7 separate regions of the Mus musculus genome follow, and regions 1, 2, 3, 4, 5 and 7 are each linked to region 6. Evidence: chromatin contacts called from public HiChIP or PLAC-seq, Micro-C and promoter capture Hi-C data. All regions are on one chromosome and are shown on one strand. The core of a region is the stretch at or near the end of the contact, and the rest is flanking DNA. Distances in the headings are between cores, read along the strand shown. Region 1 holds the start of Lin28a (lin-28 homolog A (C. elegans)). Region 2 holds the start of Arid1a (AT rich interactive domain 1A (SWI-like)). Region 3 holds the start of Ncmap (noncompact myelin associated protein). Region 4 holds the start of Clic4 (chloride intracellular channel 4 (mitochondrial)). Region 5 holds the start of Rcan3 (regulator of calcineurin 3). Region 6 holds the start of Man1c1 (mannosidase, alpha, class 1C, member 1). Region 7 holds the start of Ubxn11 (UBX domain protein 11).

Region 1 (3,284 bases), core at 469-2,968, 690 kb before region 6:
CACCCCGCCCCCGGTAGGATATTAAGAAAGGGAATGGCCGGGAAGAGGGAAACCTGAAGGCTCTACTCTCTTCCTTGTTTAGGGTTAGGAATGTTAGGGACAGCAATCAATGGCTGTCTGGGGCCATAAATGCCAAGCTGAGGAGAATAGGGCCAGAGGCCAGTCTTCCTCTACCGCCTGCCCCCTCGACACTGAATTTCACTCCCTACTGTGTAGCCCTTCTTTAACTGCGAACTTGGGATTGCCACGGCCAAGGAATGAAGGCCTGGGATCTTAAGGTCTTCCTTCCTGGCAGAACCGGGTGGACAGCTAGAGGTGCCTGCCAGCCCTGATCTGTAGCCAGACCTCTAGGGGAGCTTTTCAGCTCACACGTTGATCCTTCCGGGACCTGCCAAACCTACACTGGCTACAGGACCTGGCTTTGGGTGGCCACCTGACTTGAGGTCTGCATTGAAACGGGAAGAACCTGACGTCGCAGGTTCACGCCCGTAGGTTGGGTAGCAAATGGCTCACACTCTCTCCTCCCTATGAATTAGACTCAGACCTTTAGAACTCAGGGCGCTAACGCCCGGCTCAGGCCCTGCATGTGCTTCCCTGGTCGGCCTGCTGGCCCTCCCCCACCGGCAAGCACAATACAACCTTAGTTTCTGCCACATGGGGTCACCTCCCTGCCCCCTGCTCCCTTCCCAGGGGAAAGAGGTAATAGACACGTGGTAAGCCGGAGGGGTTCCCGGAAGGGGGCGGGGAGGGGGTGCTGGTAGTCAGCAGTGCCTCCTCGCACAACTGCAGTTACTACAAACTCAAAACTGGGGTGTCCCGAAAAATATGGGGACGCACAATGAGGGGTATTTATCTCCTCCAATCCGACAGGAGGGGCCACCAGCCAAGGCCGTACCTCGGAACTCCCAGCCTTTTTCTTTTTTTTCCCCTAGCAAAGTTCCAGAATGAGTCTCACCTGGTGCACAAAGACGTCCACCGGGGGGTCGAGCGCGACCCCAGCGCGGGCGGTCATAGACAGGAAGCCGAACCCCATGCGCACGTTGAACCACTTACAGATGCCGGCCCCGTGCAGCAGCTGCGGCTCGTCTGCCGCTCGGGCCGCGTCAGGCGGCGCCTCCTCTGGCGCCTTCTCCGCTGCCTTGGCGCAGCCACCTGGAGATAGGGAGGGCCAGGTGATCAGCTGGGGGCCAAGGGATCGCAGGCCCTCTCAGGGACCCGTCTGGGAGATCTCGGTGGTCAGCCCGCGGATAGACACCCAGGAGGAGGCAGCTACCAAGCAGCTGGTAAGAAGAAACCTGTCCTGGCTGCCTCCCCAAGCTTACACAGAGGATGCTGACGCCCCAAAAGTTTTGCTTGTCTTCCCACAACAAGTTGCCCGTGCACACGCGGAGGGACAGGCCCCTCCTCTTCTCTCCCTCCGCCCCCACGGGCTCGGTGTACAAGCCACTGGAACACCAGGGTTCCCTAGTCCAGAGATGGCCCCCAGAAGCAGGAGGCCATAGGGACTTGGGGGTCCCGCGGACAAGTCCGTGGGACACTTTCCCACCTCCCTTCTATTTAGACATTGGGCTCCCTGCACCCTAAGGTGTGCCCGCTGAATCGCAAGCTCGAACCTGCAAACTGCTGGTTGGACACCGAGCCCATGGTCGTCTGCTGAGCCCGTGGCCCCGGGCCCCAGGTCGGGCGGCTGCTGGCCCCAGAGAAGTCCGGAGGCAAAGGGGTGGTTCGGAGAAGAGGCTGCTACATCTTCCCCCGCACAATAGCGGTGGGAGGGCCCACGGCTTTTCAAAGGCTCCCAAATTCTAAAAGACAATGACCCAACCCCCCGCGGGCAGCCCCCTCCCCTCCCCTCTCTCCTTACCCCTCCCTTTCCCTCTGGCTCTGGCTTCGGCCCTCCCCCACTGCTCTGGTCTCTGACACCTCTGGGGTGTCCCTTCCCAGAACCTTGAGATTTGACACCCCCTCCACATACACACATCTGGAGATGGGGATCTTTTGCACTGGAAGTCTTCAGTACCCCAGAATTTGGGATCCTGCACTTTGAGGACTCAATGCGGGCATCCAAAGCGGACACAGGTGGGGGGGAACGGGGGGGGGGTAGTTTTATAACCACGTGACCACACACACACACACACACACACACACACACACACACACACACACACACACACACCACCCCCACCCCCCGGGCAGATAATTATACATTCCAGAGAGTTGGGGGAGGGAGGTGTGAGCCTGGTGGCGCTGTCCAATCAGAAACACAAACCACCTGTCAAGGGAGAAATGGATGAGCCCTCCCCCTCCCCCAGCCCCTCAGCGCCCCTCCCCCTCTTTCCCCTCAGGCCTCAGAGCTGACCCGGCTGCTTGGCGCTGACCTGCTCTCACCCCCCACCTCCGTGTGCTTAGATAGACCTGGAGTTCTGGACATTAGGAAGCCGGGATAGGGGTGCAAGGAAGCGGCTGGAGACCCCACCGAGCTGATCTGTCTTAACCTAGGTGCTGCCTCTCAAACTCGGCCTGTCTCTGGGTGCTACTGGATGCCTCAATCTCCAAATTTCAACAACAGTTTCTCTGGGTTTGTCCCAGTGAGAAACAAGCTCCTAGTTGATTCTGTGCAAAGAGTCCTTCGCTCCCTCCTAAGCCTACACCTAAAGTTGCTTCCAGGTACAGCTCCCTGAGAGAGCATGTGGAAACCTCGAAGAATGCCCTCTGTGGTAGCTGTGTTCTCATCGGGCCCCTGCCTGCCGCGTCCCGTCCTGTCCCATCCGTTGGTGGAAGAGAATAGATTGGTGGGTGGAGGCACTTCCTCCAAGACCCGGGACACTCTAATTCCCAGACCCTCCTGTTCTCAGTCACCATCCTAAATTGAGCTACCCTTCGGGTAGTATGACTGGTGAAAAGACTGGATAGAGAGAGGCTTCTCATTTAAAGAGGTAAACTCCCTACTAGAAGATAAAGAGGGTGGACCAGAGGGGTGGCCACTGCCCTGGTCAGAGATGGACAATGGCCCGGGGCTCAGTGCACGGCCCTGGCCCTGCCCCTTCACTTCCGGTGCTCAGTTCAAACTGGACAATGCCAGCTCCGGTCAGTTCCCCTCCCCCACAGCTACAACCCATTTAAAGGGACAGAGCCTGCTTTCAGGGGCATCAGCTTATCCTGAATTCAGTCTTCTCCACAAGTGTGTAGAATCTCTTGTGGTTCACACGCTGCAGTTGTGCATACATACATACATGCACGCTCATAAGCAAGTGCGTATCTAAGACAGAAAAAAGATGATGGTGTAG
Region 2 (3,164 bases), core at 271-2,770, 950 kb before region 6:
GTACCTGAGGGGTCCGGGCGAGCGGCTGCCCCCCGCCGCCGCTGCTCCCGGGGCTCATGGGCGCGTGGTGGCTCCTTTGTTGGGCCCCTCCCGAGACGGCCGCTGCCGCCGCCGCCGCCGCCGCCGCAGCCCCCCAGCACTGCGAGGCCATGTCCGCCGGGCCTTTGCCCGCGCCCCCGTCCTGGGGCCCGCCGCCGTAGTCGCCCCCGGGGTAGCCCTGGTAGCCACGGGCCGAGCTGGGCGACGTGAGCAGTTGGTTGAGGGTGGGGGTGGCGGTGGGCTGGGGAGTTCCCCCGCCGGCCGCTGAGGGGCCGCCTCCCCCCATGGCCCCGAAGCGCTGCTGTGCGAAGGACGAAGACGACGAGGAGGCAGAGGCGCTGGAGGAGGGAGGCGGCTTGGAGCCGGCGGCCGCCGCCGCGCCGGAGCCCGGAGTGCCACCTCTCGGGGAGCTCAGCGCGTAGGCCTGGGGAGGCGGGGGGTAGGCGCTGCGGTTGGGGTAGTAGGAGTTGTACTGGTGGTTGGGGAAGCCGTGGTCGTGCGAGTTCTGCTGGGGCCCGGCGTAGGGCTCCAAGCCCCCGCCGCCGCCGCTCTGCAGCGCTGCCAGGCCAGGGCTTTGTTGTCCGCCATGTTGTTGGTGGAAGACGGCGGCCGCCGCGGCGGCGACGGCAGACGGGCTCCGGCCGTAGGCTTGCCCGAAGCCGTAGGCTGGGGGCGGCAGGGCGGCCGCGGCCGAGTGAGGAGGCGCCCCCACCCCGTCGCTGCTGCTGCTGCCGCCGCCGCCGCCGCCGCCGGGCGGCTCCGGGAGGTTATTGTTCAGGGCGGGCCTAGGGCCCGCGTTCCCGTTCGAGTTCTTCAGGTCCGGCTCCGCGCCGGGCCCGCCGCCGCTGCCGGCTCCGCCGCCGCCGCCACCCCCATTGCTCTCGGCCCCGTCCTGCAGCTCCTTTCCCAGCGGCTGCGGCGGCCCCACGGCGGGGCCCTCGCTCTCCTGCCCGGCGGCTGCCTTCATTTCCCCGCGCTCGGCCGCTGCCGCCGCCGCCTCGCCCCCCGCCTCCTCCCGCTGTTGCTGCTCGGCTTTCTTCAGCTCCGAGGGCGGCGGCGGCGGGTTGCCCAGGCTGCTGGCGGCGGCGGGGGCGACCTGCGCGGCCATGATCCCCGCTGTCTCGTCCGCGGAGAGACCCGGCCCTGTCTTCGTCTTCTCCCCCCTCCCACCCCGCCCCGGGGCCGAGTCCCCCGGGCTGCCCTCCCCACCCGCCCGGGCGGGCCTCGCGGGGCTCCGCTGCTGCGCTGCGCTCGCTCCTCTCCCCCCCGCCCCGCCGGCTCAGGCTCCGGGCTGGCGGCGGAGGAGGAGGAGGAGGCGGCGGCGGCAGCCGAGGCGCCGGCGGCTCAGCTGCTCCGGGCTCTGGCGGCTCGGGACCCGGCTCTCCCGGCTCATTCCCCCCAAGCCCTTGCCTGGGAATGAGGGGGGCGGTGGAGGCTCCGCTCCCCAGGGCCTGGCCCCGCTGTGACTCTCCGCTTTCTGCTGCCGGAGAAAGGAGGAGGGAGGGAGGGAGGGAGGCGAGGGGGAGGGGGCGGGAAAGGAGGGAGGGAGCGGGGGGGGAGGGGGGACCCGGGACGGGCGGGCGGGCGGGCGGGCTGGAGGGCGCGCGGCGGCGGACGGGGCGCCGGGAGGCAGAGTAGGAGCGCTGCTCTGGCGGGCGCCCTGCCTCGCCTCCCCGGCCGCGGCTCGGGCCGAGGCTGCTGCTTGGCGGCGGGCGGGCGGGCGAGAGAGCGAACGAGAGAGCGGGCGGGCGGGCGGCGGGACTGAGCAGCTAGAGCGCCCCACTCTCCTCCGAGTCCCCCTCACTCCGACACGAGGCTCAGCACTGCCATTTTACCCAGCGCCGTCGCGGCCGCCTGAAAAACCAGGACTGGAGCGCGGAGCGGGCGCAGGCCGTGGAATGGACTCGCTCCCTTCCCCTCACAAAGGAGGAGGGGAGAGAAGGAGCCGCGGCGGCGGCGGCAAGCCCTCAGCCTCTTTCGCTCGGCTGCGCCGCCGCCGAAGGCTTCGGGGAAAACCCGGCCCGGAGCCCGCGCCTCCGGAGCCTGCGCCGCCTCGCTCGCCGCGTTCCCAGCCTGGCCTGTCCCCTCCCGGCCGCTCCAAAGGGAGCGGGCCGCGTGAACTTTACCCGCGCCTGCAAAATTGGCCTGAGCCCGAAACCGCGGCCGCCGCGGCCGGGACCTGACCCCCTGGCACCGGGCCTGGGCTCTTGGCTGCGACTTAGCACCTCCGCAGCACTTTTCTTCTTCAAAGCCTTTTGCAGACCTGCTCTAGAGACCCAGCTGAGCGAGCCCTGCTTTTCCCCCCCTTTGGCTAGCCCCAAAGGAGGACTGACCATTGTTCAAACTATCGGTTCTCCCGTGCCCTGCCCTCATTAGCCCTCTCTGACAAGGCCCTGGGGGCATGAGGTCTGGATTATCTCCCCCCCCCCCATTTTACCAACAGACTGAAGGGAGGGGACTGCCCAGGTCACTTAAAGTCAGAGGGCAGAAGTGTGTGGCTATAAAAAGTGGAGTGAGTGGCCGAAGCCGCATCTTGTCTACTTAGCCAGAGAAAAGGAGGAAAAGAGAAAAGAAAGGCACTTACGTTGTGAACAAATCCAACCACCGGATCAGATCAGTGTCAGGAGGTTTGAAAATCAAACGTGGTCATCCCACCACTTCTCTTAAAATGGTGGCTACTGATGCGTTGGGGGCTTAAGACAGTCCTCCAGGCAAACCAAGCTCCATTAGCACTTCCTAAGGGAACCTAGCTCACAATGGCCAGTAGCCCAATCTTCAAAGGCAAGTACCTTGGAAGACTGTAAACAGCCCACAGAAGAGGCTCCAGGGACTGAAAGAACCTCTGTTCAAAAACCACTGCAGAAGAGGGATGCAGAAAATGGAAACCATTTTCTCTATAAAGAGAGAAAAAGAGCCTAACAGGTCACACAGAAAACGGATGCCCCTCAGATCTGCTGTCTATCCTAAGGTGTAAGACTCCTTGAAGTTTACCAGAGACCCTAAGGCCAGGTTTATCTGTGAAGATCAAGGCATTCGCGGAAAAGCTCAGAGTTGTCCAGACCTACAGGCCTCACCAGTTCCACAGCAGCCTTTTCTTCTCAGGCAGGCCTGGAATGCTCTGACAG
Region 3 (3,004 bases), core at 150-2,649, 690 kb after region 6:
CAGATCTTTGCTACTCATGTTATCACATGGCCACCTGGAGGTCACCAGAACCAGACAGGCTCGGGATAGTGTTTACTGCTGTTATATACAAGCCTGTGTCCAGCCTGAGCTACAGTTCAGGTGGTGATATGAGTCCAGTTGGAGAATTAGGAATTAGGTGGGCAATCCCAACCACAGAGACCAGGGGAGCCTATCTTCAAGCCCAGCTCAGCCGCCTGTGCCTGCTCACCACACACACCAGGAGGTGCCCAGCTCCACCCGATGCTGCCACTCTTTTTTGTTTTGTTTTGTTTTTTGTTTTGGTTTTTCGAGACAGGGTTTCTCTGTGTAGCCCTGGCTGTCCTGGAACTCACTTTGTAGACCAGGCTGGCCTCAAACTCAGAAATCCGCTTGCCTCTGCCTCCCAAGTGCTGGGATTAAAGGTGTGCGCCACCACGCTCCACAATGCTGCTGCCACTCTTAAGCCCCTGGTTTAACTACGAGCCCAGCTTTACTGGAGCTGGTGAGGCAATTGTGAACCAGACACAGTCCCTGGCCCCAAGGAGCCAGTCTGGCAAAAAGGAATAGCTTACATAAAATCAAATCACCGGTTCGTTTAGATACAAGAAAGTTTCACTTAGGTACAAGAAACCGAATTGGTAAGAAGAGGCTGCCTCAAGGCGACAGCCAGCCAGGCCGAGGCGGAGACTCGGATTGGGTACCACTCCACTCCGGCTTCTTTGCTCCTTTCGCAGCTTCTCAAATCCCCCAACCCCTCTTCCAAGAAGAATCTTCCTCCCGCACCCCAGAGCTTCCCCACCCAGCCCCTTTGGAGGCAGGAATCCATTTCCTTCCACCTCAAGGTACCCGGGACTGGAATCTCCCACTATCAAGGAGCGGCTGATTCAACATCTCGCTTATTGACTCTGGTACGAGCCCGGGCCCCTTTTCCGGGTGCTGGTCTCATTGGACTGCACAGCTCCTGGGGCCTCGGAAGGAGCGTGCTCTCCTGGATGCCCAGTTTATAAACCAGGAGAGCTCAGGACCCGAGGGGGAGGGGAGTTCAAGGCTCCTACCTCTCGTAGGCTTTTCTTCCGGGAGTCCAGGTCGCTCCCTGTGACTTCGTAGGAGCGGACAAGGAAACCACCAGCTTTCCGCATGCCAGAGATGTAGCCCCGAATGCACCCAGCTTCGGGGTGCTTCTCAGCTTGCACCCTGAACACCTCTGTGCACCGGTGTCTGCAGACAACCGGGAGATGTTGCTGACCTTTCAGCTACCGGCTCACGCCAAGGCGCGCGCCAGGCTGGGGACCCCTGGGGGTCCGGAGAGCTATCTTCCGCGGGCCTGAGCCCCTGTGCGCTGTCCTTCCAAGCCCCCGCGTTCCGTGCCCTGCGCCCTACCTGCTCCACACCCCAGCCCCGCCTCTTGCAGCCGCCGCTGTCGCCTCCGGGTCCTGTCCCGCCCCATCCCTCCCAACTAGTGACCACCCTCCCCCATCACCTGCCCAGCGCTCCCGCCCCGCCCGCAGTGTCCCCACGTCGCTCTCTCCTCCTGCCGCTCAGGGGACTTCAGGTCTGGCACCCCCCCGCACCCACTTCTTCCAGGTTGGAATTGTGAGAAGACAAAAGAGGAGGAAGGGACCTCGCGTTGACGGAGAGCTGAATCGGATGAAGCGAGCTGATGGAGTGAAAGTGTGGACCAGCTGTGGGATCCGAGGACCAGAGGACTGGCAGTTTACAGGTGACAGAAATTCCTCCTGAGCGTGATTAGAAACTAATTTTCTAGTAGTACACAGGCAGCAGAGGCAAGGGGATTGCTGCAAGTTCAAGGCTGGCTCCGAAAACATAGTACGTTTCAGCTAGCATGGGTCAGTGGGTAAAGTGCTTGCCTAGCAAGCGTGAGAAAATTCCCTGTTTCCTGCCTAAAAGTTAGCACGGAGGGTGGGGTGGGCTTAGAAGATGAGCTTAACATAAGTTCAGTTCCCAGCACCCACATCAGGAAAGGCACGATTGCTTCTAACTCCATCCCCTCCCACATGAACACATGCACACACAAAATTTAAAAAAAGAATTATTGGGCTGGTGAGATGGTTCAGCGGTTAAGAGCACTGACTGCTATTCCGAAGTTCAAATCCCAGCAACCAAATGGTGGCTCACAGCCACCTGTAATGAGATCTGACGCCCTCTTCTGGTGTGTCTGAAGACAGCAACAGTGTACTTATTTATAATAAATAAAATCTTTTTTTAAAAAAAAGAATTATTGCTTCACCAACGAAAATAAAAAACAGCACTCCCACTTTCAACTAGGCTGTGCGCATCTTCACGGTCTCCGGGTGCCACACGGTCTCTCCAGCACACGGTAGGCTCACAACCAGATTTAAGAGATCCTTGTATAAACAGGGAAATGAAGTACCAGGAAGACAAGGTGGGCCTCAGGTCCCCAGAAGGTAAAGTGGCAGACTGGGAGTAGAGCCAGGAAGTGACTGGGTCTGGACCGAGCGCCCCTGAGTTGCTTCCATGGCTCAGTGTGAAGCAACTTCTGTATTAGTCAGGGTTCTCTAGAGTCACAGAACTTACGGATAGTCTCTATATAGTAAAAGAATTTATTGATGACTTACAGTTGGCAGCGCAATTCCCAACAATGGTTCAATCGCAGCTGTGAATGGAAGTCCAAGGATCTAGCAGTTACTCAGTCTCACACAGCAAGCGGGCGAAGGAGCAAGAGCCATGGAAGAGTTACTTGTACTTTGATAGGAAACTCCGTCGTGGGTTTGTTGACACATGCTGTTAGACAATACCATGCATGATTCACTGCCTCACCAAAGACGGAGTGGCCACACATGATGGAGGAGGGCAAGGTAGGGGGCACTCCTGGCTCTGAACTAGAGTAGGGTCTCTTAGGGACATTCTGGGATGTTTCCAGATCCTCTTCTGGGTATGGGTACAAGATCTCAGTTGTTAGATGGCCTTGGGTTCAAATTCTGATCCATTGTTTACTAATTCCAAGACAGGTGTGGCTATGGCT
Region 4 (3,371 bases), core at 822-3,321, 570 kb after region 6:
TGTTTCACACCTATAATCCCAGCCTGAGGCCGCCTGGACTGCATTATGAGTTCCAAGACAGCACAGGATACAGAGTAAGACCCTGTTCTCACAAGAAGAGGGAAACCATTATGTCCCGTCGCTATCTCTAGCCTAGCGTCTTCCCTTCTTTGTGCTGTTTTCCACGACCCTCTCCCCATTTCTTCAGGTTCCTCAAAAGTATTGTCTGCCACCTCCAGTCGCAGACATTGTGATATTTTGAGAGCCCTAAGCCTTTTCTTTCCTAATGCTGCGACAGTTTAATGCAGTTCTTCATGTTGTGCTGACCCCCAACAGTAAAATTATTTTTGGTGCTACTTCATAACTGTAACTTTGCTACTGCTATGAATTGTAATGAAATTGTCTGCATTTTCCAATAGTCTTAGGTGACCCCTGTAAAAAGGCCGTTTGATCTTTCAAAGGGGTCTTGACCCCCAGTTGAGAGCCGATGCTCTAGACCAAAAAAAAAAAAAAGTTCTAAAACCAGCAACTAACAGAAAACACTAAGGCAAACATTGTTACCACCCTGCAGATTTCTGCCTTCCATCTCTGGAACACATCCTTCGATAATTTCCGCTCTTTCAAATTAAAACTAAGAAAGGGCAGACTTTAGTACTGGATGCCTGTTGGACTTCTAGTGTTGCCAGTTTCGACCTAAGCCTGGATATTTAGTGGCTAACAGAACGAACGTCAGGGTTTCCAAGGAGGCTCAGTAAAGCAGGGGACCCAGATGTTTGTTGCGTTAACTTTTCCCTCCTTCGCTACGCCCCAAAAGGGAGAGGCGCGGAGAGCAGTCAGAGAAGCGTTTCTAGGCGAAGAAGGCAGCTCCAGGGTTTACAAACTGAGGAGGGCGAGAGGAATGAACCTTTTTAAGCCCGAGAGAGCGGAGAATTCAGGTTTTCTTTCAAACCAAACGGGCTTGCCTGCCGAGGTGGCAACAGCAAACGAAAGCGGCCAAAAGGTTGCATCATGTGAAAACAGGCGCGCTAGAGAAACAAGAAAACCAGATGGTGGTAAAACACCGGACAGGAAAACCCAAGTCGGGAATCTCTGTATTTTCCGGAAGCCTTGGGGCATCCACCCTTCTTTTCGCTTTTTCTTTTCTTTTCCTTTTTTTTTTTTTTTCTTCTTCTTTGCAGTTAGTTGCCTGGGTTTTGGGTGTGTGTCCGGAGGCTCACATTTGTAACCCAGGCTGGCCTCGAACTCGAGGGACTCCTCAAGCCTCTACTGCTGGGTCATAGCCGAGTCACCACGCCCGCATTAAAAAAATTCTCCCCTCCCCCATGCGGGAGGAGGGCTGGGATGAGGGTCCCTCCTATCCCAGGCTTGCCCTGGGTTTACTAAGCAGCCAAGGCTGGCTCTGAACTCGGGATCTTCCCTAGACCACTTTTCCCAACTGCTGGGTTTACGGCTCCCGGGTCCCTCCTCCCCTTTACTTTATTTAACATTGTATCAAAGTTAAAGTTTCAGTTTCACCCGGGCCAGGCGCTAGCGTTCCAGTAAGTTGGGTGAGCTATCAGCCCCGCGGCCCGAGGCTGGGGCTCGCGGCGGGGTGGGGTCGGACACGGCGAGGAGGGTGACAGTACCCACGCGGCGCAGCTGAGGCGCGTCCCGCCCTGCGGAGTCGCCTCCCTGTCGCCGCGCCCGCAGGGTCCGCCAAGGTCCCGCTGCGAGGCGGGAAGGCGCGGAGCCCAGACAATGGGAATGAGCGCGGGAGGTACGGCGCCGCCTCGGGCTGCGGGGATGCCGCGTGGGGGCGCTTCGGGGTGCGGGGACGTCAGCCCGCGTCGCTCGGGACGGTGAGCGCTCACCTTGACGAAGAGCTCGATGAGGGGCTCTTTGTCCTCCTCCTTCAGCCCGTTCAGGGGCATCGACAGCGCCATGGCCGGTTGGGCTGGGCTCCGCGGACGGCGGCTGCGGCTGTGGCTCCGGGGCTGCTGTGGCTGCGGGTTCCCGCCGCTCGCTCACTCGCTGGCTTGCTCGTTCGCTGGACAGTCCCGGCGTCTGGCTGCCCGTGGCCTCAGATCCTCAGCACCGCCTCACGCCTCGCGCGCGACTCTGAGGGGGTTGCGGTCCCGGCCGCTTCAAACCGCTGGGCGGAGCCCTATGGGCGGGGCGTGGGCGGAGCAGTGGCCAGGATCCTGCAGGGGTGGGGGGGAAATGGGCGGGCCACAGCTGGGGGCGTGGCCTCAGGCGAGGAAGACAGCGGAGCGCTCTAGCTTCCACGGACCGACCACTAGGGAGCCTGGAGGGCGCTGGGGGCGCGGCCTAGGCTGGGCAGCGCGGATTGGCCGGGAGGTCCCCCCGAAGCCACGCCCCTCAGGGGGTGGGCGGGGAAGGTCCCTGGAGCCGGAGCCTGACACCGCCTCTCTCCGCGGCGCAGCTGCTGCTGGTTGGGTGCCAAGTGACCTCATGCGGCGGCCCGCCTCGCGCCCTCTCCCCCGCTGCAGCCGCAGGGACTCATCGTCCCCTCCGGTTCCCGGGGCGGCGGCCTCCTCGGCTACTTCTGTTAGGCGCGGCCGCCTTTTCCTGGAAAACTTTTGCGAAAGTTTTCATGTCCTTAAGAACTTTTTAATCCTTCTGACCGCGGATCTCCTTTCGTGATCCTTCTCTATTTGAAATCAAGATACTCAAAAGTTCTTGTAAAGTCGTCCTGTGTCCCGGGCTCTGAATTAGGCCAAAACGGTGGGACAGCGTCCCGCTCCAGCACAACCCCAGTGCTTGAGGCAGCGCCTGACTCTGAAAACGTTATCCGTGCTGTTTTGCCCCACCTGGACCGATTCCTGTCTTCCGTTCACCTGGAGAAGTTTAATGAGTCACCTGAGTGCCACTCAGCGCGCAGGGGCGAGTACTTTACACCCTGAGGACAGGGGCCTGAGACACGCGGTCTACTGCGGAATTGCCGTCAGTGAATGTCACCTTTGGGAAATTTGCCTTCTGGTTTTCCTTAATCTGCTCATTCTGTGGTACCTCCCAGGCTAGGGTGATGAGTGAGTTGATTAGAAAGGCTAAATTGGGGGATGGAAGCGGGGTGTCATGGTTATCTCACATCCTCTGTGCCTAGTGTGGATCAGAGTGCTTCAACAAATTGGAATGATGTGTAAAAATGCAGTGCAACCTGCAACTACTTTATCCTCACTCAACCCCATCTCCAAGTTGCTAGATTCTGTGAGAAGGATGCTGTGCCCCAGCAATTAGATCCATCAATGCTCCGGAGTAAGGCTGTTTTAAGTTCACAGTTTGGCAGTGGCCTTAAACACCCTAAACCTCGGCCTGATTTGGTGACATATACGTGGCTCTCAGGTGATGGCTCAGGCAGGAGGGCTGAGAGTTTGAGGACAGTCTGGGTATAT
Region 5 (3,136 bases), core at 339-2,838, 730 kb after region 6:
AACTGAACGCTAACGTGAAATCCCCATCAAAATGAACAACTGTGCATGCTGCATAAACACCCAGACTCTGAGACTTAATATATTCCTCAAATTCTGCCCTTTTACTTACTTCTGAGTTTGTGTACATGCATCAGGTGTGTGCATAAGCCCTCAGAGGTCAGAGGAGGGGTGGGATCACCTGGAACTGAAGTTACATACGGGTGCTAGGACTCAGAGCCCAGTTCTGTGCAAGAGCAGTAGGTGCTCTTAACAGTGGACATCCCCCGCCCCCGGCACACTATTTTGTTAACATATATTTATTGAATGTTTATATGTGTGTTTGACTGTGGCCTCAGCAACACTCAGGTATTAGTCAAAGGACAACTTGCAAAAGCTGATTCTCTCCTCCTGCCATGTTGATCCCCGGGATCCGGGAACTCCAACTGTCAGGCTTTGCAGTAAGTGTGTCTGTCTGTACCAGCTGAGCCATCTCATAGGACTACATATTGATATATTGGACTAGAGGTAATGGCATTGTGTTAAGATAGGTTTTATTTTGTTTTGTTGGGCAGGACCGTATTATGTAGTCCAGACTAGTCTCCCACTTGCTAATATTATAAACGTGTGCCACACCCAGTTCTTAAAATAACATTTTAAAGTAATCACTAATCATAGCTACAGATGGTCAATTACTTCTCTGGCCAACTAGTAGATGAGAGACTTCTACGAAAAGTTCAAGTAAATGTATTGTCCTAGATAGCCTTCAATATTGGGACGCGAATATATATATATTTGGTTTTAAACCCTACAATAAAACATCACTCTACATAATCCTAGTTTGAATCTGAAACATGGACGTGAGCCGCTAGAATCTTAATCCCCAGAGGAGATGATGAGATTTCGCACGGAAGCTGGAACCCCACAACCTGGAAACAGACAGCTATTGAAGGGTTCAAGAGGAAGCGGACAAGTTTCCAGATGCCAGGGAAGCAGAGAAGCACGAGGATTCCTGCATCCTGGGGGAGGGGAGGAGAGAGGGGAGTGGGGCTTCCACCTGCTGCCAGGAGGGTTTTACTAGCCACACCTTCCCTGCCCTCCGGGAGGGGGGGGCCAGGTTGGGCCTGACATCTTTCAAAAAGTCGAACTGCGGGTGGAGAAATTGCTGGTGGAGGAGAAAGGACCTGGGGGCGAGGGTTGTTTTGCAGGACGTTACCCCGAAGCTGCTGGGGGAGATCCTGGGCATCAGGCGGTTGGTCCTTAGCAACGTCTAGGGGGTTCCTGGAGGATCTGGGCAGCTGCTGCTCTAGCTGAGGCTGCTTTAACTTTCAGGGATCCTGGGGATCCATCACCCAGAGCTGCTGCAAACCTGTTCCGAGCGGCCGCGACCCGGCCCCGCCCTGCGAAGGGGAGACTCACCTGTGCGCTCGAGGGGAGAGGCCCGAGGGGGGATGCCCACGAGCGCGGCCTGGGGCGGACAGACCCTCACCACCCGGAGCCACCACGCCCTCAACGCGGGCCGCAGCGGCCGCCTCAGCCGGCGACACGGGCGGTGACCTAGGGCTGAGCGAGGTTGCCAGCGTCGCGCGCGCTCCCGGGCCCGCGCGCCTCGCGCCCTCCCTGGGTTCCTCGCGCCCAGGGGGCGCGCTGCGCCGGCGCACAGACAGGAGGGCGGGGCTGACAGCTGGGTGGGCGGGAGTCGCCGAGTGGTGGGCGGGGCTCTGGGGGCGGGGGTGGGTTCTGCGCGCGCGCATTCGCCTGCTCCTCTTGGCTGGCTGGCACTGGCTTTGAGGGACTTGGGCCGGCACTCTTTTTTTTTTTTTTTCCCACCCCCCCTGGGCCGGCACTCTTAAGGCAGAGGCTTTCCTTGACCTCCAGAACGGGACTTTTGATGTCCCCTTGGTATCCGCCGCCCCCAAGAAACATTTTCTCTCTCTTTTTGCTGACCTCACGTGACAGTGACAGGAACAGCTAGCCGGGATACTAGGAACCTTCTCGGGGCGGGTTCCTGTGAGCTTAACCCGGGGTAGCCTTCTAGGAACCTGGCAGCCGGATGTGCCCGACCTCGCCCCGCAGCTCCCGTCGCCCAGTAGAGGCGATGGCGACGTGGCTGTGCTATGGGTGTCACCAGGTGTGTGACTGCGCGCGCCCCATCCCTCCCTCCATTGCACCCAGCACAGATGTACAATATTAATGATATTTGCGTTTGCCTTTCCACACAGTCTTGCTTATCTCCCTTGGAGATAATGGAACATTAATTATGTCTAGGTCAGGGTTTAGGCTAGTAGTAGCGCCGAGGCTGGCTGGCATTTTAATTTTAATTGCTGTTGCTGAGACCAGCCTGTCAGGGAGCTGTGCCCTCTTCCAGCTCACAAACTGGATGAACGGTACAGAGCTGGAGAACTCTCAGCTCCCGCTAGAAGGATTCTGCTCTGCTATCCAGGCCGTATGGCTCAGTTCTGAGGGTCCTTGCTCCCAACCCCGGACGCACGTGATGGAAGGAGAGAACTCCTGCAAGTGTTCTCTGACTTCCACACGGCTGCCCTTCTGAATAATAAACAAATAATAAATAGAAAATCAGCTTTTGTCATTTACGCAAGACCCTTCATAGGACAAATGAAACAAGGGGGTCAAAACTAAGGACACAGTGTTGTCACTCGGTGAGAGTCATGGGCACAAAATGCAGGGCATAGCATCCTCGTCAGAGTGACTCCCATAGTGTCCCCCACAGGATCACAGTGTTGTATCCCTTTTGCTTTAGGAAGTTTCTGCAGCTTTCCACCCTGAGGCTCCTGATTAAACTTGACTTAACACGTCAAGTTCTTCACTTTTTCATCAAAGAATTATGGAGAGTGACTTCTATACTCACATCAAGAAGCATAGAAATGTTTCCCCTTGGGCTGGTGAGATGGCTAGATGGTTAAGAGCACTGACTGCTCTTCCAAAGATCCTGAGTTCAAATCTCAGCAACCACACGGTGGCTCACAACCATCTGTAATGAGATCTGACTCCCTCTTCTGGAGTGTCTGAAGACAGCTACAGTGTACTTACATATAATAATAAATAAATAAATCTTAAAAAAAAAGAAAGAAAGATTCTCTGAACTCAGTTTCTGAGGTGACTCAGTTGGCTAAATACTGGGTTCAGTGAGAAATTGCGT
Region 6 (3,159 bases), core at 358-2,857:
CCACCAGGGCTAGGAACTTAAAGGGGACGGGGGTGGTGGGGGGGGGGGGAATCCACCTGGAGGTTGGTAGGAGCCATGAACTAACCTAGTTATCCTAAAGTAGGCACCAAGCAAAGAGAGTAACTTCGGATTGAGGGGCGGTGCTGCGGCCTGCCTGAAGGGTCTTGGGCAGACCAGGAGCCAGGAGAGGCCAAGAAGGTGGGGAATCGCTTGCAGCTAGAAGTCTTGGCGGGAGGTGTGTGTTGGGGGGGGGGGTGCTTACCTCTTTGATTTTCTCTCGCTGAGCTCGCACCAGACTCTGGGACTCCTTACTCTCATCAGTCCTTGTCCCCAAGACCGGGTGTCGAAGGCGGCTGCGGAAACCATTGTAGTCGAAAGTGAACCGGACGCTCTCTTCCTGCGGCCTGAGGGCTGCAACCCTGTTGCCTTCCTCCCGGGGCCCGGTGGGGCGGGTTCGCCGCAGCCACCCTTTCCTACGGAGAACACCGACCAGGCGGCTGGGATCGTCCTCACCCGGGGCCGGAGCCGCAGGGGCAGGGTTGGGAGGCGGCTCCTGCTCTGACACCGAGTGGTGACCGGCGATTTCGGCCATCACCTCCAGGCCGGGCTGTTGGGTCCGCGAGGCCGAGAAGAGGCGCTTGAGGCGAGAGGAATGGGGCAGAAGGAACAGGGCGCCAAAGCACAGGGTGACGAGGCCCGAGAGGAAGAGCAGGAAAAGGAACTTCTGCGGCAGCCGCAGCCCCCACGGCGAGGCCGGGACGAAACCCGGCACTTTCCTCACCAGCATCGCGGCGCGGCCAGCAGGAGGGGGCTGTCAGCTCCGCCCGGGGCCCCGGGAGTCCTCAGAGTCCTCAAGGGTGGGGAGCAAGAGTGAAGTGGCTGGGGTCCCCGAGCAAGGCTGCGCACCTCGAGGCCGCCGCTTCGGGACCCGCCCGAAGTTCAGGGAGTTTGGAGCGAGTCCTCCCGCGCGGGGGCGGGGGCGCGGCGGCCTCGGCGGGGCCCGGGCGAGGGGGGCTGCTCGGCTGGAGCCCGGGCCCGCCGTGCGCCGCAGCCTGCCCTCCGCCTGATCCACGGAGCCCGCGCCCTCCCGCGCCTTCCCGCGCCGGAGTGGTCACATGCCGTCCGCGACGCCCTCGCGGAGGGTGCGCAGGACGCAGGCCCCGACCCGCCGGCACCCGAAGTTTCAGCCTCTGGAGCAGTTTGCAAAGGGAACCCCCGGGGCTTGCAGGGCGAGCGCAGCTCCTAGAGCGCGAGCCCAGCCGGTGGTGACGGCGCAGGGCCCGGCGGTCGGGACACGTCCACAACTTTGCTCCGCCGCGCGCGGTTGCCGCTCCCGAGGCTGCGCGGGACCCAGGGGCTTCAGATGCTCGCGCGGGGAGAGGGATACCCGGGAAGCGCGTGCGAAGCCTGCAGCTGGCCTCTGTCAGCCCTGGGCCTGCCGCTGAGCCAGGAAGCCTTGGCTCCGGCGCCGCAACTCGGGAGGGCGCGGGTCTCCTGCTGCGATCACCTGTTCCCGGCCCCGCGGCTCCGCTAGCCGCGCAGGCTCACCCGCCGCAGCTCCAGACGGGCCGCCGCTGCTCCGGCTCTCACTGCGACAGCGCCGCTGCCCCGCCCCCCGCCAGCCACGCCCTCAGGCCACGCCTACAGCGCGCCTCGCGCCCCTCCTCTCCGCCCGCCGCGGCACCGCAGTTCGGCCAATGGGGAACCTAGCCGGGAAAGATGGGCGGGTCACAGTCTGGGCCACGCCCCCCGCTCCAAATGCTGGCGCTGCGCTCCCCCATCCTGCTAGCTCCAATGGTCCAGCTGCGCGCTGTGGAGAGGGCGGGGTGCAGAGCGGAGAGAGGTCATTGGCTGCTTCCGAGGGATCCCCGATGGGCCACAATCACCCATTGGTTTCTGCCCAGCGTTCGCTGGACTCCGAAAGACCGAGACGCCCCCTCCACCGCCCACCTCCGCCTAGCGCCGCTCTGTGTTTCGGTCTCCCCCCGGAAGGGCCAGGAGACCAGGTTGTTCTGTAAGGCGCTGCCCATCGTTGGGCGACCCTGTCACTTCTCAGCACCAGCCGGGGATTGCCAGGTTGCTGGTAGCCAGGGATGCCCAGAGCTCAGACCAGCCGCGGTAGTACAGCTGCTTCGCTCTGGGGGGGATGGGGATGGCTGGACCAAACCCGAGAGCTGTGGCTGTGGTTATGTCTGGCTGAATCAGTATTTCCAGGGTTCCTCGCAAACCGCCACCAAAAATGTGGCCAAGGCCCTTGGGTGGGGTTGGCGAGGGATGCTAACATGAGAAGCAAGAAGAGAGAGGGACAGACAGAGAGAGAGGCGGGGACCTGGACATATGCACGGGTCATACATAGGATATGCATGTATGTGAACATTTGCATTTTTATGCATACAGAGGCTACCTTGTGGGTGTGTGCTTACATGCAAATATACACTTAATTTCAGCACGGACACCCTAGCAATTATGCCAAAGTGTATCTAGACAGGTCTATATAAGCAAAACATTGACGTGCACAGGCATACCCAAGCCACCTCCACAAGCCCACACATACACCGGCATGTGTTATCAGACACCGTGTGCCCCTGCCCCAAGACACATGCATCCGTGGACTTTAGTCCTTCCCTTGCTGTTAAACCTCACACCGGGGGCCAAAATAACACTGCTGTGTGGGTCTCTCATGCAAAACTCTTTATAGAGACAACAGCATAGGGAGAGACAAATTAAGAGGTATAATAGGCAAGGGGGAAAATATCTGCTTTCAGCTGCAATTTGAAAGACAGAAAATACTGCAGGGACGCCTTTCCCGGAGAGGAGGCAGCCCAGGCAGGCTCTCACCTCATAAATCTTTCTTCTTCCCTGAGGCTTTCTGCAAATGGGCTACTGAGGCTTGCTTCTAACCCTGGCCAAACCATTGCCAGCACGCCCACTCCTGACATTTAAATACCCCTGGCATATAAATTTCTCTCTGCTGAAAATAAAAGATAAAAGACTACTGTCGCTAACAGGTGCAAATATTTTGGTCACCGGAGATGAATAATTTCTCCCAATACACCTAGCTTATATGTAAATTTCTACTTCAAATGTTTCAGTCTCTTATGAGTTTGGCTGGCAGGAGTCAGTTCCCTGGAGTTAGCTCGTGCATGAGATAAGCATGTG
Region 7 (3,413 bases), core at 10-2,509, 600 kb before region 6:
CCTGGAACTCACTCTGTAGACCAGGCTGGCCTCGAACTCAGAAATCCACCTGCCTCTGCCTCCCAAGTGCTGGGATTAAAGGCATGTGCCACCATGCCCGGCTCTATGTTTTTCTTTTTCTTTGTGTTTTTTTTAAGACAGGGTTTCTCTGTGTATCCCTGGCTGGCCTGGAACTCACTCTGTAGACCAGGCTGGCCTCAAACTCAGAAATCTGCCTGCCTCTGCCTCCCAAGTGCTGGGATTAAAGGCGGGAGCCACCACACCTGACCTGGTTTTGTTTTTCTAAACAGGGTTTCTTTCTGTAGCCTTGGCTGTCCTGGGGCTCACTCTGTAGACCAGGCTGGCTTCGAATTCAGAGATCCTCTTGCCTCTGTCTCCTGCTGGGATTAGAGACAAGTGCCACCACCACCTGGCAAGAAATATTTTGAAAACATCTATAGAGGTGTTTGATAAGTACTTTGCATTACCCTCCTAATGGCCAATCCCAGCAACCTTGTCAGGTAGGCCGTATTTTCATTTTACAAGCGAAGAAAAGGAGATGTGAATGTGCTCAAAGTTACCCTGTCTGTACAGGTGAGGACCCAGTGCAGTCCTAACTAAAGTATCTCTAGTACTTTGGTGCTATTAGGATAATTTTAGTTTTCAGTTAATATCTATTTGGTCACTTATTTCGTGTTGCATCTGGACAGTGCTCCTGCAGAAATCGGAAGACAGATCCAGGAGCCGTTTTCTCCTGCCATGTGTGACCTGATCGAACTTGGTCTTCAGCTTGGTAGTAAGACCAAGACTTAGTACCCGTTGAGCCATCTAGCTATGAGGCTGAGGGAGGGGAAATTACTCGTCATACTGGAAGTGAAGGGTCACCCAATTATTCTACTTAGGAACTAGAATTAGAACTTTCCTGCAGTGCATCATCTAGTCCATAAATTAGAGGGGGGAAATGAGATTTAAATATTTATTAAGTCACCTGCATCATTTCCATTCATCTTTGCATGATCAGGTGGGAAAACAAAGGAAACATGATTTCTTCAAGATCAAATAGCACAATATTGACAACGTCGGGTTCAACATCTTCAGGTCTAGAGGCTTCTAGGGACCAATCTCTTGAACTCAAGACCCGGCCTCAAGAACGCCCTCTGACCTCTTAGAGCGGTGCATTCTGGGATTTGAAGTCTCACGTGCAACCCTATGCCCGTCTTCACTGCCCTCTGGTTCGTTAGAGAGCCTCTCGGAATTAGCCAATGAGAAGTGCTCGGGTCCTGGTCGCCTGGGAAACCCCGAGACAACAAGATGGCGGCGCCGCGGGACGGCTCGCTGGCCCCGTGGTGAGTGCCATCTCCGGGCCTTTCTGCCCCGCTAAGTCTTCCCGCAGGCCGCGGCCCTCGTCCTGACTCCGAGGGTCGGCGACATGCATGACTTGGCTCAGGAGGGAAGTGGGGACCATACTCACCGTGTCCGCGCGTGGAGGCGGGACAGGCGGCGGAATCCTGGGGCGGGCTTTGGGCGCACTAACCTTCTTAGTGCCAACGTGCCCAGCAAAGGATTAGGAGGATGTCGCGCAGCTATCAGGCTGTCGCCTGGTGTGTCGAGTGATAACTGCCTAGGGCAGCACTCAGTTTGGTCCTTCAGATGAAGAAACAAAGGACACGTTTGTAACCCTCACCGGAGGCGACAACCGTATCTTTACAGACTTAATGGGTTGTGACATAGGCCTGCACTCTATGTAGGGGCCGAGGAGAGAGGACTGGAGTACGAAGCCTATCTGGCTACATTGCGAGTCCCAGGCCAACCAGGGTAAATCAGCGAAACTTTACCTTAAATTAAAAAAAGTAAAATAAAACAAAGCCAGGAGTGGTGGCTCACACCTTTAATCCCAGCAAAGTTTGAGGCCAGCCTGGTTTAACAGAGTGAGACTCTTGTCTCAAAAACAAAAAACAAATAACTAAACAAAATAGAAGCTGGGCCTGGTGGTCTGCAGACGTGTAAAGCTACTCAGGAGGCTGAAACAGGCGGAGCACATGTTCAAAGTCAGCCTGGACTTTAGAGCCAGTTCAAGGCCAGTGGGGGCAAAGACCTTTATATATATTATATATTTATTATTATCATTTCATACATATATGTGTCTGCATGTGTGTATGTGTACCACATGCATGTCTGGTGTCAAAGGAGGCCAGAGGAAGGCATCACCGTCCCTGGAACTGGAGTTACAAGAGGTTCTGTTCTGAGCTGCGATGCAGTTACTGGGAACCAAACCGAGGTTCTTCAAGAGCAGCAATTGCTCTTAACCTCTGAGCCATTTTCAAGCTTAAGACTTTATTTCAAGCTGGGCATGGTCGCGCACGCCTTTAATCCCAGCACTTGGGAGGCAGAGGCAGGCGGATTTCTGAGTTCCAGGCCAGCCTGGTCTACAGAGTGAGTTCCAGGGCAGCCAGGGCTATACAGAGAAACCCTGTCTCGCTGGTTGAGGCCAGCCTGGGCTACACATTTTGGGCTGGTGAGATGGCTCAGTGGGTAAGAGCACCCGACTGCTCTTCCGAAGGTCAGGAGTTCAAATCCCAGCAACCACATGGTGGCTTACAACCATCCATACGAGATCTGACTCCCTCTTCTGGAGTGTCTGAAGACAGCTACAGTGTACTTACATATAATAAATAAATAAATCTTTAAAAAAAAAAGAAAAGAAAAACTAAAAATAAATTTAAGGGGCTGGAGCGATGGCTCACCAGTTAAGAGCACCGACTGCTCTTCCAGAGATCCTGAGTTCATTTCCCAGCAACCACGTGGTGGCTCACAACTATCTGTAATGGGATCCGATGCCCTCTTCTGGTGTGTCTGAAGACAGTGACAGTGTACTCTCATATATAAAATAAATAAATCTTCAAAGTCAATAAACAAATTTAAAGGGACCGAGTGTCTTGCTCAGCGGTAGATCCTCTCAGCCCCCAGTGCCAAAACAGCAACAAGAAAATATCTCTGGCCCAGGGGAGCGAGAAGGCACAGTGGTGCCCAGGAGAAATCCCCAGACTGAAGGCACTAGCTAGGTCTTATCCACAGGGCCCAGGGCTCACAGGACGGGCAGTGTAAAAGCTCCCGAAGAATTGTCCTGTGTCACAGGAGAAAAGAACCCACAGCAGAGACAGGGTGGCATTTGACCTGAAGGGTTTGGGAGCTGATAGAATGGAGAGAGGCTAGAGAGAGGAAAACGGTGCCCTTGGGTGATGGGTCCCATGAAGAAGGGAAGATGGAGGAGGTGAGTCTCTGGGGCAGTGATTTTTCTGTGGTGGTTTTACTGATAACAGAATTGATACAGCCCGCACATCACTCTGCACTTTGTAAATTCTAGTCATTTTTTATAAAGATTTATTTATTTATTTTATGTATGTGAGTATACTGTAGCTGTACAGATTAGATGG

What was found. Promoter capture Hi-C pulls out the DNA fragments that hold promoters and counts their contacts. Hi-C and Micro-C count contacts between places; a contact is called where the count stands out from the background. HiChIP or PLAC-seq counts read pairs in DNA pulled down with a chosen protein or histone mark.
Region 1: a contact with region 6 is called in a Micro-C map of embryonic stem cells, with 2.2 times the contacts expected there. The contact joins the promoter of Lin28a here to the promoter of Man1c1 in region 6. A contact is called at or near these places in 1 of 39 promoter capture datasets (liver), 1 of 484 Hi-C or Micro-C datasets (embryonic stem cells) and 1 of 115 datasets of contacts at active chromatin or transcription factors (extraembryonic endoderm stem cells).
Region 2: an H3K27ac HiChIP or PLAC-seq map of microglia shows a contact between it and region 6, with 5 times the contacts expected there. The contact joins the promoter of Arid1a here to the promoter of Man1c1 in region 6. A contact is called at or near these places in 2 of 115 datasets of contacts at active chromatin or transcription factors (bone marrow-derived macrophages and microglia).
Region 3: a promoter capture Hi-C map of stem cell-derived epiblast-like cells shows a contact between it and region 6, with 9 times the contacts expected there. The contact joins the promoter of Ncmap here to the promoter of Man1c1 in region 6. A contact is called at or near these places in 2 of 39 promoter capture datasets (embryonic stem cells and stem cell-derived epiblast-like cells).
Region 4: a promoter capture Hi-C map of pre-B cells shows a contact between it and region 6, with 2.4 times the contacts expected there. The contact joins the promoter of Clic4 here to the promoter of Man1c1 in region 6. A contact is called at or near these places in 1 of 39 promoter capture datasets (pre-B cells) and 1 of 484 Hi-C or Micro-C datasets (embryonic stem cells).
Region 5: an HNF4G HiChIP or PLAC-seq map of pancreatic cancer cells shows a contact between it and region 6. The contact joins the promoter of Rcan3 here to the promoter of Man1c1 in region 6. A contact is called at or near these places in 2 of 39 promoter capture datasets (neural stem cells and pre-B cells) and 1 of 115 datasets of contacts at active chromatin or transcription factors (pancreatic cancer cells).
Region 7: an HNF4G HiChIP or PLAC-seq map of pancreatic cancer cells shows a contact between it and region 6. The contact joins the promoter of Ubxn11 here to the promoter of Man1c1 in region 6. A contact is called at or near these places in 2 of 115 datasets of contacts at active chromatin or transcription factors (double positive thymocytes and pancreatic cancer cells).

What each region holds. Positions count from the first base shown.
Region 1 is chr4:134,017,098-134,020,381 of GRCm38.p6, forward strand. Lin28a (lin-28 homolog A (C. elegans)) reads right to left here and starts at 1,719. Exons shown (of 4, transcript NM_145833.1): 1 at 1,614-1,719; 2 at 956-1,152. The coding sequence starts at 1,644.
Region 2 is chr4:133,752,465-133,755,628 of GRCm38.p6, forward strand. Arid1a (AT rich interactive domain 1A (SWI-like)) reads right to left here and starts at 1,521. Exons shown (of 20, transcript NM_001080819.2): 1 at 5-1,521. The coding sequence starts at 1,147.
Region 3 is chr4:135,396,828-135,399,831 of GRCm38.p6, forward strand. It overlaps Ncmap (noncompact myelin associated protein), which reads right to left and starts at 1,400. Exons shown (of 5, transcript NM_145555.2): 1 at 1,056-1,400.
Region 4 is chr4:135,270,689-135,274,059 of GRCm38.p6, forward strand. It overlaps Clic4 (chloride intracellular channel 4 (mitochondrial)), which reads right to left and starts at 2,072. Exons shown (of 6, transcript NM_013885.2): 1 at 1,830-2,072. The coding sequence starts at 1,901.
Region 5 is chr4:135,432,217-135,435,352 of GRCm38.p6, forward strand. It overlaps Rcan3 (regulator of calcineurin 3), which reads right to left and starts at 1,589. Exons shown (of 5, transcript NM_022980.4): 1 at 1,396-1,589.
Region 6 is chr4:134,702,683-134,705,841 of GRCm38.p6, forward strand. Man1c1 (mannosidase, alpha, class 1C, member 1) reads right to left here and starts at 1,608. Exons shown (of 12, transcript NM_207237.3): 1 at 263-1,608. The coding sequence starts at 787.
Region 7 is chr4:134,101,324-134,104,736 of GRCm38.p6, forward strand. It overlaps Ubxn11 (UBX domain protein 11), which reads left to right and starts at 1,260. Exons shown (of 15, transcript NM_026257.3): 1 at 1,260-1,325.